2 separate regions of the Mus musculus genome follow, and region 1 is linked to region 2. A link is a contact called in public Hi-C data. All regions are on one chromosome and are shown on one strand. The core of a region is the stretch at or near the end of the contact, and the rest is flanking DNA. Distances in the headings are between cores, read along the strand shown.

Evidence for each region. Hi-C and Micro-C count contacts between places; a contact is called where the count stands out from the background.
Region 1: a Hi-C map of adipose-derived mesenchymal stem cells shows a contact between it and region 2, with 1.9 times the contacts expected there. The contact joins two enhancer-like sites. A contact is called at or near these places in 2 of 484 Hi-C or Micro-C datasets (adipose-derived mesenchymal stem cells and nephron progenitors).

The regions. Positions count from the first base shown.
Region 1 is chr8:54,447,780-54,453,248 of GRCm38.p6, reverse strand. No RefSeq gene overlaps it. Among named protein-coding and RNA genes, the nearest start is that of Spcs3, 79 kb to the left of the region's middle. Within about 2 kb of position 3,193, at least 31 of the 459 cell types and tissues checked have an H3K27ac peak or open chromatin away from gene starts, as enhancers often do. A contact at or near this core is called in adipose-derived mesenchymal stem cells, where this site is marked.
Region 2 is chr8:54,273,665-54,278,836 of GRCm38.p6, reverse strand. No RefSeq gene overlaps it. Among named protein-coding and RNA genes, the nearest start is that of Gm33153, 190 kb to the right of the region's middle. Within about 2 kb of position 3,091, at least 21 of the 459 cell types and tissues checked have an H3K27ac peak or open chromatin away from gene starts, as enhancers often do. A contact at or near this core is called in adipose-derived mesenchymal stem cells, where this site is marked.

The sequences.
Region 1 (5,469 bases), core at 1,944-4,443, 170 kb before region 2:
TCCTTTCCTTTCCTTTCTCTTTCTTTGTATTTTCTTTATTCCCCCATCAGAAGAATAGAGCTTTTTCAGGATTAAAAAGGAAACACAGTATCTTAATTACATGGCCTATACTCCTATGAGAAAGCAGGCTGGACAGCAGTCTCACTGAAAATGACTGAGTACCATGTGATCAGAATAGATGAGCACACAGTGAGTTTCTGATATCCTTTACCTCTCAGGGTGTAGAACTAGATTAGAGTATTTGATCCATTTTTTTTCTTTTCCCTTTCATTTTATCATTTCTCTCTTTTAAATATGAAATCTTAAGAAGAATATTGGTTTCTAACAAATATTCATTCTTTCCCCTGTAATTGAGCAAGTAGTTATGGAGTAGATGTCTGATACTGTTCAAGGAGCTGGCACGTGGGATACAAAATAGGCTGAAGTAAATGTTGACAGGGTGGAGACAGGACTGAGGGTCAGGAACTCTGCCCTCTTGGACTTTTGAAACTGGATGTTTGATTAGTGTGCAGTTTGAAAGCCACTGAGGTTCTCTTTTGTCTCATAAATGATAGTACAAATCAAATAGGTATCACATACTCTATTTGATACCTTCCCAAATTAAGAAAAGAGGTGAAATAAATACCCAAAGAGTGTGATAGAGGGGGAGAGGAAGGGAAGAAAAAGGGGAAAGCAGAGAGAAAGAGAGGAGAGAAAGTAGAGGAGAGAGGACAGAGAGGAGAGAGAGAGAGAGAGGGGAGGGGAATGAGAAAAGAGAGGAGAGAAAAAAGAGGAGAGAGAGGAGAGAGAGGGGGGGGAGAGGGGAACGAGAAAAGAGAGGAAAGAGGAGAGAGGGGAGAGAGAGAAGAGAGAGAGTGGACAGATAAGAGTAGAGAGAGAGAGGACAGAGAGGAAAGAGAGAGGAAAGAAAGAGAGAGGAAAGGAGAGAGAGAGGAGACTGCTAAAAGAGGGTGGGGAAAAAGGTAGAGTTGCCATTCAGGATTCAGGATTACAGGAATACTTATATTCCACAGTTAAAATATATTAACCACTTATCCTTGCAGCCAGTCAAAGATAATTTCCATTACTTCTTTCTTTATGAAGTCTCCAAATAATGTGCCAGGTGTTTCTTTCTGCTTTAAGGGGGGAAAAAAGATAATATTTGAAATTGTATGGTGTTTAAAAGATTTATGCCCTGGTTTGGAAATTTAGCTTGGCATCTAATGGCTAGCTTGACTTTACATTGCAATAATATCTTATTTCCCACACCTGCCTTCTATAGCAGTTTCAATCAGGGATGATGAGGTGGGGGATGGTAAACATATGAATTATGAGTAATGGGGTGGAGGATGGTGTTCAGCAAAGGTCTTGTGATTCCTAAGCAACATAGAAAAGGAGAACAGCTATTACCGCAGGGTAGAACCTTGCAGGGAGTCTGGAGTCCTGCCCTGGCAACACCAGGCTCCGCAACTCTATTCTCTTTGTGGCTTTCAAAAGACTTGATCTTTCTAATGTTACACGCCGAAATCCAACTTAATAGACACTCTATTTCTGGAGAACTTTGTAGGCCGAATTATGGAAAATTCTTGTGGTTGTTGTCATGGTTTTTTTGATGAAGGAGCAAAGCTCAGAATAAATTTTTTTCTAATTTGCATAATGTTTGAATATTCAGTGACAGTGATGCCGGAACTGAATCTTCTTTATGCTATCAGGAAAAGAAGCATTCTTTTCAGCAGCTGGATGTTGTCTTGCGGGGGTGGGGGGGTGGGGGGGGGGGACTGAAGCTACTGCGGAGCTTTGCTTATGTGCTTCGCATGGGCCTGGATTACTGATGCTGAGGTTTCATGGGTGAGACAATCAAAATTAGTATTTTACAGTTGGGACAGTTGGCAGTTATTTCACCTTTGATATGATTTGAGAAGGAGTACAAAGTTTTCTTCAAATGCCTCACTTGTAGGACCCATCAAAATGGAATGATTTCTTAGAGCTAAGAGCTTAGCTGCCCTTATTTCGAGAGAAGTAGCTTGTCTGAGAAGCCTATTAGTTGCCACCACATCACCAATAGCCACTGAGTAGGAATGTGCAGGAGTGACACTAAAGAAACTATCTATGGTGGTGAGAACAATGGCAGGTTGGGATACAGAGTAGAAAAGTCTAGAACACATGGCAAATGGACTTAGAATGAGTCAGGCTTAACTCAGTTAAGTTCCTGCTTTGACAGAAGTCATTGGACATTTGTCATAGGGAAAGTCCCAAATGTTTCTCGCAAAGCATCACGCACATCAAATATTTAGCCCCAAGAGTTGAGGGAGGGAGCTCTCCTTTATAATCATCCCCCTACCTAACTTAACTTTCCTATTTGTTAAGACAATTCAACTTTCAACCGCCTACTTGGCTTCACAATAACTGTGTATGTGAACGTTCATAGAATTTTAGAAGGTAGAGGATTTGAGAGTTTCGTCTTTCTATTTCTGCCTCACACATTTCAGACAGTAACTGAGATGCATAGCAATCGAGGACTTTTCCTTCTTTAGTAATGCTAGCAGCGCCCATCATTTTCTGCTGTACGCTTGGCAAAATTTCCCCTCTAGTTTGCTGCATAAGTGCGTTCTTTAATACAATCCAGCCAACAAAAGGTAAGCACTCAGGCATTTCTGAGCAGATAATCCATGACAACTGTCCAGGTAGGATGTTTGTAGACACCGCCATACATTCTAAAATGCTAAGGCATGGATCTCTACTGAAATAGTGTTTTCTCAGGCCTGTTCTTACGTATTATGAATCTGAATTTCCAGTCTTGGAATGTTAGAGAGACTTGACAAAGTGAGAGAATGATACTACCCATACAAAGTAATTAAGCAATGTACTCTCAGGGATTCATGACTTCCAGATAACATTCAAACTGTGCTTTCCTACTATCCTGAGTTTCTGCTCACAGCCTTTTATCACAACTGTAATGGAAGCAATTGTTTGAGTTTTGTCTGATTAATATGTTGCCTGCATTTTGCCTTCATCTTCTTTTTCATGTCCCTTTAGTACAGGGTGCATGTTTGACTTGATCTGTTGGTGTCTCCTTAGGGAAGAGACATGACTCCAGATGCTCAGAGAGAGGAACAGCTGATGTCAGTTTTAAGGATTACTGAGTTTAGCATCCAGGAAGCCTTCCCAGAGGTTCTTCAGTGGAGGGAAAGTCCAAAGATTGCTTTGGCTGAATCATGCCCTCCCCTGTCTACACCACAAGATTGTAATGACACATCTTTTTATCTGGGAATCCCCAAACTGTTAGAATCAGGAAACAGCAGATGCCTCATTTCCCAGTGTGACTTGGACAGACAGTTAATACAATCTGGCTTGATCAGTTCTTATGTGTGGCCCAGATTATATTTACCACACAACCATATTCTGTTCCATGATCTTGGCATAAGGTCAGACTGGACTATCTAGCATCCCAAATGCTAGTTACTACTGTTAATTACACATTTTGATGGGAGTGCCTTACACCGAAACGTCTTACTTTCTTCAACGTTTTTCTTTATTTTTTTTTTTTTAAATCTTAGTTTTTCATTATTACTTCCAGTTTACATGGGACTAAAAAGAATTCAAAAGTGACGGTCACTTTTCTCCTCTGATCGTGTGCATATCCACTTTCATAAGTTGGGCTTTATGGGCTGGAAATGTTCTTTACAAAAGCCAAAGATAATCTCATGAAAACCCTAGTGGTGATGTGTGTAACATCCTTTTGAATTGTTGATCATGGTACTTCAGGTGATTCCAAATATGATATAGGCAACCATCCTTGGTTGTCTTTCAGAGTTTGAAGGTAAGTTCCTATTGTGGGAGACACTGCATAATTCTGACTTAACAGTTGGAAAATTTGAGCTGGATCCAACTTGAAAAAACCTCTGTCCTGTGGTCTATCATTCATAGTATCAGTATTATACAACCTGACAAGAAAGAGAAGCCATCAATAGTTCTATCCAGATGTGATGTCTATGAAGCACCTCACTGACCAATATGGCCATATTGCAATTGTGGCACACATATCTTGGCTCTAACCTATGCTGTCCAATTGTACTTACTTAAGTACACTCAACAAGAGGGAGTTAATAACTAGTCTACTGTATGTAGTCGATGAAGTCATGGATTTAGAGGAAAACCTATTACTACCACTTTACTACATCAGCATCATTCCTAACTGTATTCTAAAATTTATTCTTACACTTCCAGATAAATGTAGCTCTCACATTCATTAAAGAAACTTCTCTTTATTAGATTTGACCATCATTGAAATCCACAACTGGCCATAGCTCATATATCATCTAATTGCAGGAACCCCAGCCCAAATGGATATATCAACAACACAATTCCTGCACCTATATTTTATAGAATCTTGGGAAAGAGGACATGGAATGATTGTAAAACCTATAGGACAAGGAAGTCAGGAAGTTGGCTGTGAGGTTGTGACTTCTTGGAATGATAGGAAAGCTACACCCCTGATGCCTCAACAGCATGGCTGCTTAAGTAAGACTTAAGTCATGACAATACTAACAGGTAATGTAACATGAAAAGGGGAAATCTTTGTGGATCACAAAGATTTGATGAACTACTGAAAACGATTGATTGTTGAGCAGGGGAGAATTAGTCTCTCTTAGGGATCAGCTCCCTTCGTGACAGTTGAAAGTGGTCAGCCCTGAGAACATACACGCAAGCCACACAATGTGGCTCAGCAGGTTGCATTTATATATTTATGAGTATATGCAATAGTAATAATAATAATCAAATAATGAAGAAGAGGTCATCAATTTGAGAGTAAATGGGGTACATAAGAAGCGATAGAGGAGGGGTTAGAATAAAACAGGAGTGGGGAAGTATGCTTAGCTTTTAATTAAAGTAAAAATTGTAAATACAATATTCTTTCAAAGTAAAATGAATTTTCTTTTCTCTGAAAACAAAACAAAAAGAACATAAATTTGGGTGCATAGAGAAGGCAGTAGGTCCTGGAGGACTTTGGGGGAAAGGGTTCAATGTGATCAATATAATATAACTCAAAGAACTCATTTGTAAAAAGAAAGGGCAAAGAACAGAATTCAAAATAATGAAACAGCCAGAACTGTACTGAGGGATCAGGGTTCTATGGACACTGGGAGGGACTGGAAAGACATCATTCAGGGATAAAGAGGCTTTTATTTTATTTTATTTTATTTTATTTATTTATTTATTTATAATATTTTTTATTACATATTTTCCTCAATTACATTTCCAATGCTATCCCAAAAGTCCCCCATACCCTCCCCCCCACTTCCCTACCCACCCATTCCCATTTTTTTGGTCCTGGCGTTCCCTTGTACTAGGGCATATACAGTTTGCGTGTCCAATGGGCCTAAAGAGGCTTTTATAATGATCTCTCTGCTGCTCCTTGTACAGAAAGCAGGCAGCTTGGAGGAACATTTCTTCACTGTTTTTGGTGAACTGTGAGAAGAGTGAACACCC
Region 2 (5,172 bases), core at 1,842-4,341:
CTGAAGTCCACCTTCTTGAGTTCTTTATATATGTTGGATATTAGTCCCCTATCTGATTTAGGATAGGTAAAGATCCTTTCCCAATCTGTTGGTGGTCTTTTTGTCTTATTGACGGTGTCTTTTGCCTTGCAGAAACTTTGGAGTTTCATTAGGTCCCATTTGTCAATTCTCAATCTTACAGCACAAGCCATTGCTGTTCTATTCAGGAATTTTTCCCCTGTGCCCATATCTTCAAGGCTTTTCCCCACTTTCTCCTCTATAAGTTTCAGTGTCTCTGGTTTTATGTGAAGTTCCTTGATCCACTTAGATTTGACCTTAGTACAAGGAGATAAGTATGGATCGATTCGCATTCTTCTACACGATAACAACCAGTTGTGCCAGCATCAATTGTTGAAAATGCTGTCTTTCTTCCACTGGATGGTTTTAGCTCCCTTGTCGAAGATCAAGTGACCATAGGTGTGTGGGTTCATTTCTGGGTCTTCAATTCTATTCCATTGGTCTACTTGTCTGTCTCTATACCAGTACCATGCAGTTTTTATCACAATTGCTCTGTAGTAAAGCTTTAGGTCTGGCATGGTGATTCTGCCAGAAGTTCTTTTATCCTTGAGAAGACATTTTGCTACCCTAGGTTTTTTGTTATTCCAGACAAATTTGCAAATTGCTCCTTCCAATTCGTTGAAGAATTGAGTTGGAATTTTGATGGGGATTGCATTGAATCTGTAGATTGCTTTTGGCAAGATAGCCATTTTTACAATGTTGATCCTGCCAATCCATGAGCATGGGAGATCTTTCCATCTTCTGAGATCTTCCTTAATTTCTTTCTTCAGAGATTTGAAGTTTTTATCATACAGATCTTTCACTTCCTTAGTTAGAGTCACGCCAAGATATTTTATATTATTTGTGACTATTGAGAAGGGTGTTGTTTCCCTAATTTCTTTCTCAGCCTGTTTATTCTTTGTATAGAGAAAGGCCATTGACTTGTTTGAGTTTATTTTATATCCAGCTACTTCACCGAAGCTGTTTATCAGGTTTAGGAGTTCTCTGGTAGAATTTTTAGGGTCACTTATATATGCTATCATATCATCTGCAAAAAGTGATATTTTGACGTCCTCTTTTCCAATTTGTATTCCCTTGATCTCCTTTTGTTGTCGAATTGCTCTGGCTAATACTTCAAGTACTATGTTGAAAAGGTAGGGAGAAAGTGGGCAGCCTTGTCTAGTCCCTGATTTTAGTGGGATTGCTTCCAGCTTCTCTCCATTTACTTTGATGTTGGCTACTGGTTTGCTGTAGATTGCTTTTATCATGTTTAGGTATGGGCCTTGAATTCCTGATCTTTCCAAAACTTTTATCATGAATGGGTGTTGGATCTTGTCAAATGCTTTTTCTGCATCTAACGAGATGATCATGTGGTTTTTATCTTTGAGTTTGTTTATATAATGGATTACATTGATGGATTTTCGTATATTAAACCATCCCTGCATCCCTGGAATAAAACCTACTTGGTCAGGATGGATGATTGCTTTAGTGTGTTCTTGGATTCGGTTAGCGAGAATTTTATTGAGGATTTTTGCATCGATATTCATAAGAGAAATTGGTCTGAAGTTCTCTATCTTTGTTGGGTCTTTCTGTGGTTTAGGTATCAGAGTAATAGTGGCTTCATAAAATGAGTTGGGTAGAGTACCTTCTACTTCTCTTTTGTGAAATAGTTTGTGCAGAACTGGAATTAGATCTTCTTTGAAGGTCTGATAGAACTCTGCACTAAACCCGTCTGGTCCTGGGCTTTTTTTTGGTTGGGAGACTATTAATAACTGCTTCTATTTCTTTAGGTGATATGGGACTGTTTAGAAGGTCAACTTGATCCTGATTCAACTTTGGTACCTGGTATCTGTCCAGAAATTTGTCCATTTCGTCCAGGTTTTCCAGTTTTGTTGAGTATAGCCTTTTGTAGAAGGATCTGATGGTGTTTTGGATTTCTTCAGGATCTGTTGTTATGTCTCCCTTTTCAGTTCTGATTTTGTTAATTAGGATTTTGTCCCTGTGCCCTTTAGTGAGTCTAGCTAAGGGTTTATCTATCTTGTTGATTTTCTCAAAGAACCAACTCCTCGTTTGGTTAATTCTTTGAATAGTTCTTCTTGTTTCCACTTGGTTGATTTCACCCCTGAGTTTGATTATTTCCTGCCGTCTACTCCTCTTGGGTGAATTTGCTTCCTTTTTTCTAGGGCTTTTAGATGTGTTGTCAAGCTGCAACACATAAATGTGTTGTCATAGATGTGTTGTCAAGCTTTTAGATGTGTTGTCAAGCTGCAACACATAAAATACTGCCTCACTGCCTTCTCTCTTGAGAAGCTTAATATCAAAATGCTTCTCATTTCTCAGTAAATACTCTGTGCCTTATCACAGCATTCTCTATTAAAAAGAAAATCAATGAGCTGTTTTATTCTGCTGTATTACGTCTCATTTTTATGTAAATAAAGATAATTTCTTGATAATTTGTCCTCCGATATTAAATATTTAAATATTCATACTCACTATTTTATCTTCTCCTCTTGGACTACATTTATCTAGGCAATAACACTTGTACTCTTATGTTAAAGCATTTCTTTTTCAATTCCATTGCTTGTACTGTTCTATCCTTTTCGATGGAGATTTTACCTAAGTGTATAGTTCCTTGATTGTATATAGTCTGGTATTTCAATCAATAAAGTTGTTTTATTTTAAAAATGTTTTGTAGCAAATATCTTACATCTTCCACCAAGATTTCTTAATTTCTCCAACAACAACAACAACAACAACATATCAATATAGTTTGTATTTCTCATATTTTAGGACTATAAAATCTCTTTCCAGAAGGAGTGATTTAAATTGTTGTCTTTCTTTCGTGTCTGTAGTCCAGGAGGAGGCCTAAATATATAATCCCAGTTTGTTTCCTTGTGTGTTTAGCAGCAGAGTTTAGAAGCTTTCCTCAGGGCAGAGAGCCTTGGCTTTGAAATCCAAGAGCTAACTTTTTCCATTTCATCTCATTGCTAACAATGTTAGGCTTCTCAGGAAATCTGTGGTTTCCTCTGGGCCAGCTACCATTCTTGTCTAAGAGCTTTTTGTAGGCTGTATTAGTCATGCTCAGAAGGTGGGAGTTGCTCTGATAATATGAAGGGGCCGACTAACATGTTTGCATATTTCATATCAGTCCCAGAACAGCTGGAGTGAAATCTCTAGCCACAGTGAATATCCCTGTAGACCAAGCTGCTATCTAGCCTATAATTAGTAACACATTAGGAAAAGAGTAACATGAAGGAGAGGAAAGAACCATAGAATGGCCTCATCCAGCCTAGACTACATTCCTGGTCCTTTCTCTTTTATCTGACGCTGTTTGTCTTTCTCATGAGCAACAAACACAATAAATGAAGCCCAACAGAGGTTCTCATTATTTCTTTATTAGCACATGTTTTATAGCATCCTCCTCTGTGACTAAAACCTTTCATCTTGCAGGGAAACTCCTTAAACCTTAGGATATTAAAAGGGAGGTAAAACAAGTTGTTCTAAGGAAGTGGTTCTCAGTCTTCCTAATTCTGCAACCCTTTAATACAGTTCCTCATTTGTGATGAACTGAAACATAATATTATTTTTTTTGCTATTTCATAATTATAATTTTGCTACTTTTATGAATTGTAATGTAAATCTCCTATATGCAACCCCTGTGAAAAAGTTTTTCAGCCACTCAATGAAGTTGAGACCTGCAGGTTGAGGGGCACTATTTTAAGAGGAGGTGAAACATTCCATCCTGCAGGAAAGTTCTTAAACTTCAGAAAGTAAACTCAATGGCCTCAGGAAGTTCCAGAAATTGGCTAGACTTACCAGTCTTCTCTCTTCCCAAGAATACATAAACAGTGACTTCTGAGAGCCACTCAGAGACCAGCTGAGCTGCCAGGAAGAGGCAGATCAGCCAAAGTACACAAAGGAAGCTAACACCAGTCCAGTTGTCTGAGAGGCTCAGACCAATTTAGCCAAATGAAAAGGATAATCCCCAAGCAGTTCAACTGCCTGGAAGTAGTACTAGTATACTGTAGATTTCCAAGTTTTACGGGCTGTCACCCATGCTAGAGTGGGCTTTAGTAATATAGATTTCCTTGAGTAATTTCTGCTCCTGTGAGTAAACTCTAATCAGATTCCAGTAAGTAATATGTCAATGCACAGATTGTTATGAAAATATTTCTTACATCCAAAGAGACCAGAACTTTTGTTTGATCTTTCTGTCAAAGTTAATAATATACCTTAAGGAAGATTAAGACTCAAGAATGTAACCCTGCTATTAATAGAACAGTGTAACAACAACCTGACTTGCCTTGGAATCCCCCATGTTATCAACTTAAAAACATAAGGCACTGCATACTTATAATCTTAAGATATATGTATATATACTTCCATGCCTCACACCCATGAAGTAATTCATACATATAGGAACGTTGTTGAAATATTGCCAGAAACAGAAAAACAAGGTTGAAAGAAAGTTTATAAAATAAATATCTATCATAACTGTTGGAAGCAACAAACAGAGAATGCTTGATAGCATTTTGTTTGTTTGTTTGTTTGTTTGTTTGTTATTTGTACCAATTTGGGACAAATGGACTCAGTCAACTTTCAGTCCTTATAAAACTCTGAAAGGATTCAAGAAATATTGCCAAAAGTATAAGATGCAATAATATAAGTTATAATAGCCTTAGTCAAACATCAAGCTATAATATAATATTAGACTGTCATTATATGAGTATAAATATATATCATTTAAATAATAAAAATAACATTGAATATTATTTTCCTCACTTTTATTATTAGTTCTTCTACATTTTTGTGCAGTGTATTTTGGTCATATTCATGTCTCTGGACTAACTCCTCCAAGCACCATCCCCTCTTCCTCATGAATAAAATCCTGTTTTCTTTCTCTCTTCTTCCTCCCTTCCTCCCTTCCTCCCTCCCTCCCCATCAAGTCCAGTCTGTGCTGTTTATACATGTGTGGCCATTTATTGGAGTATTGTTGACCTATTAAAGTCCACACCATAAAGAAAAACACATCCTCTCTGTCTCCCTCTCCCTTTCCCTCTCTCTCTCCCTCTCCTCTCATTCCATCTCCTTTCCCCTCCCTCTCCCTCACCTTTTCCCTCCTTCTCTCCTTCCTCC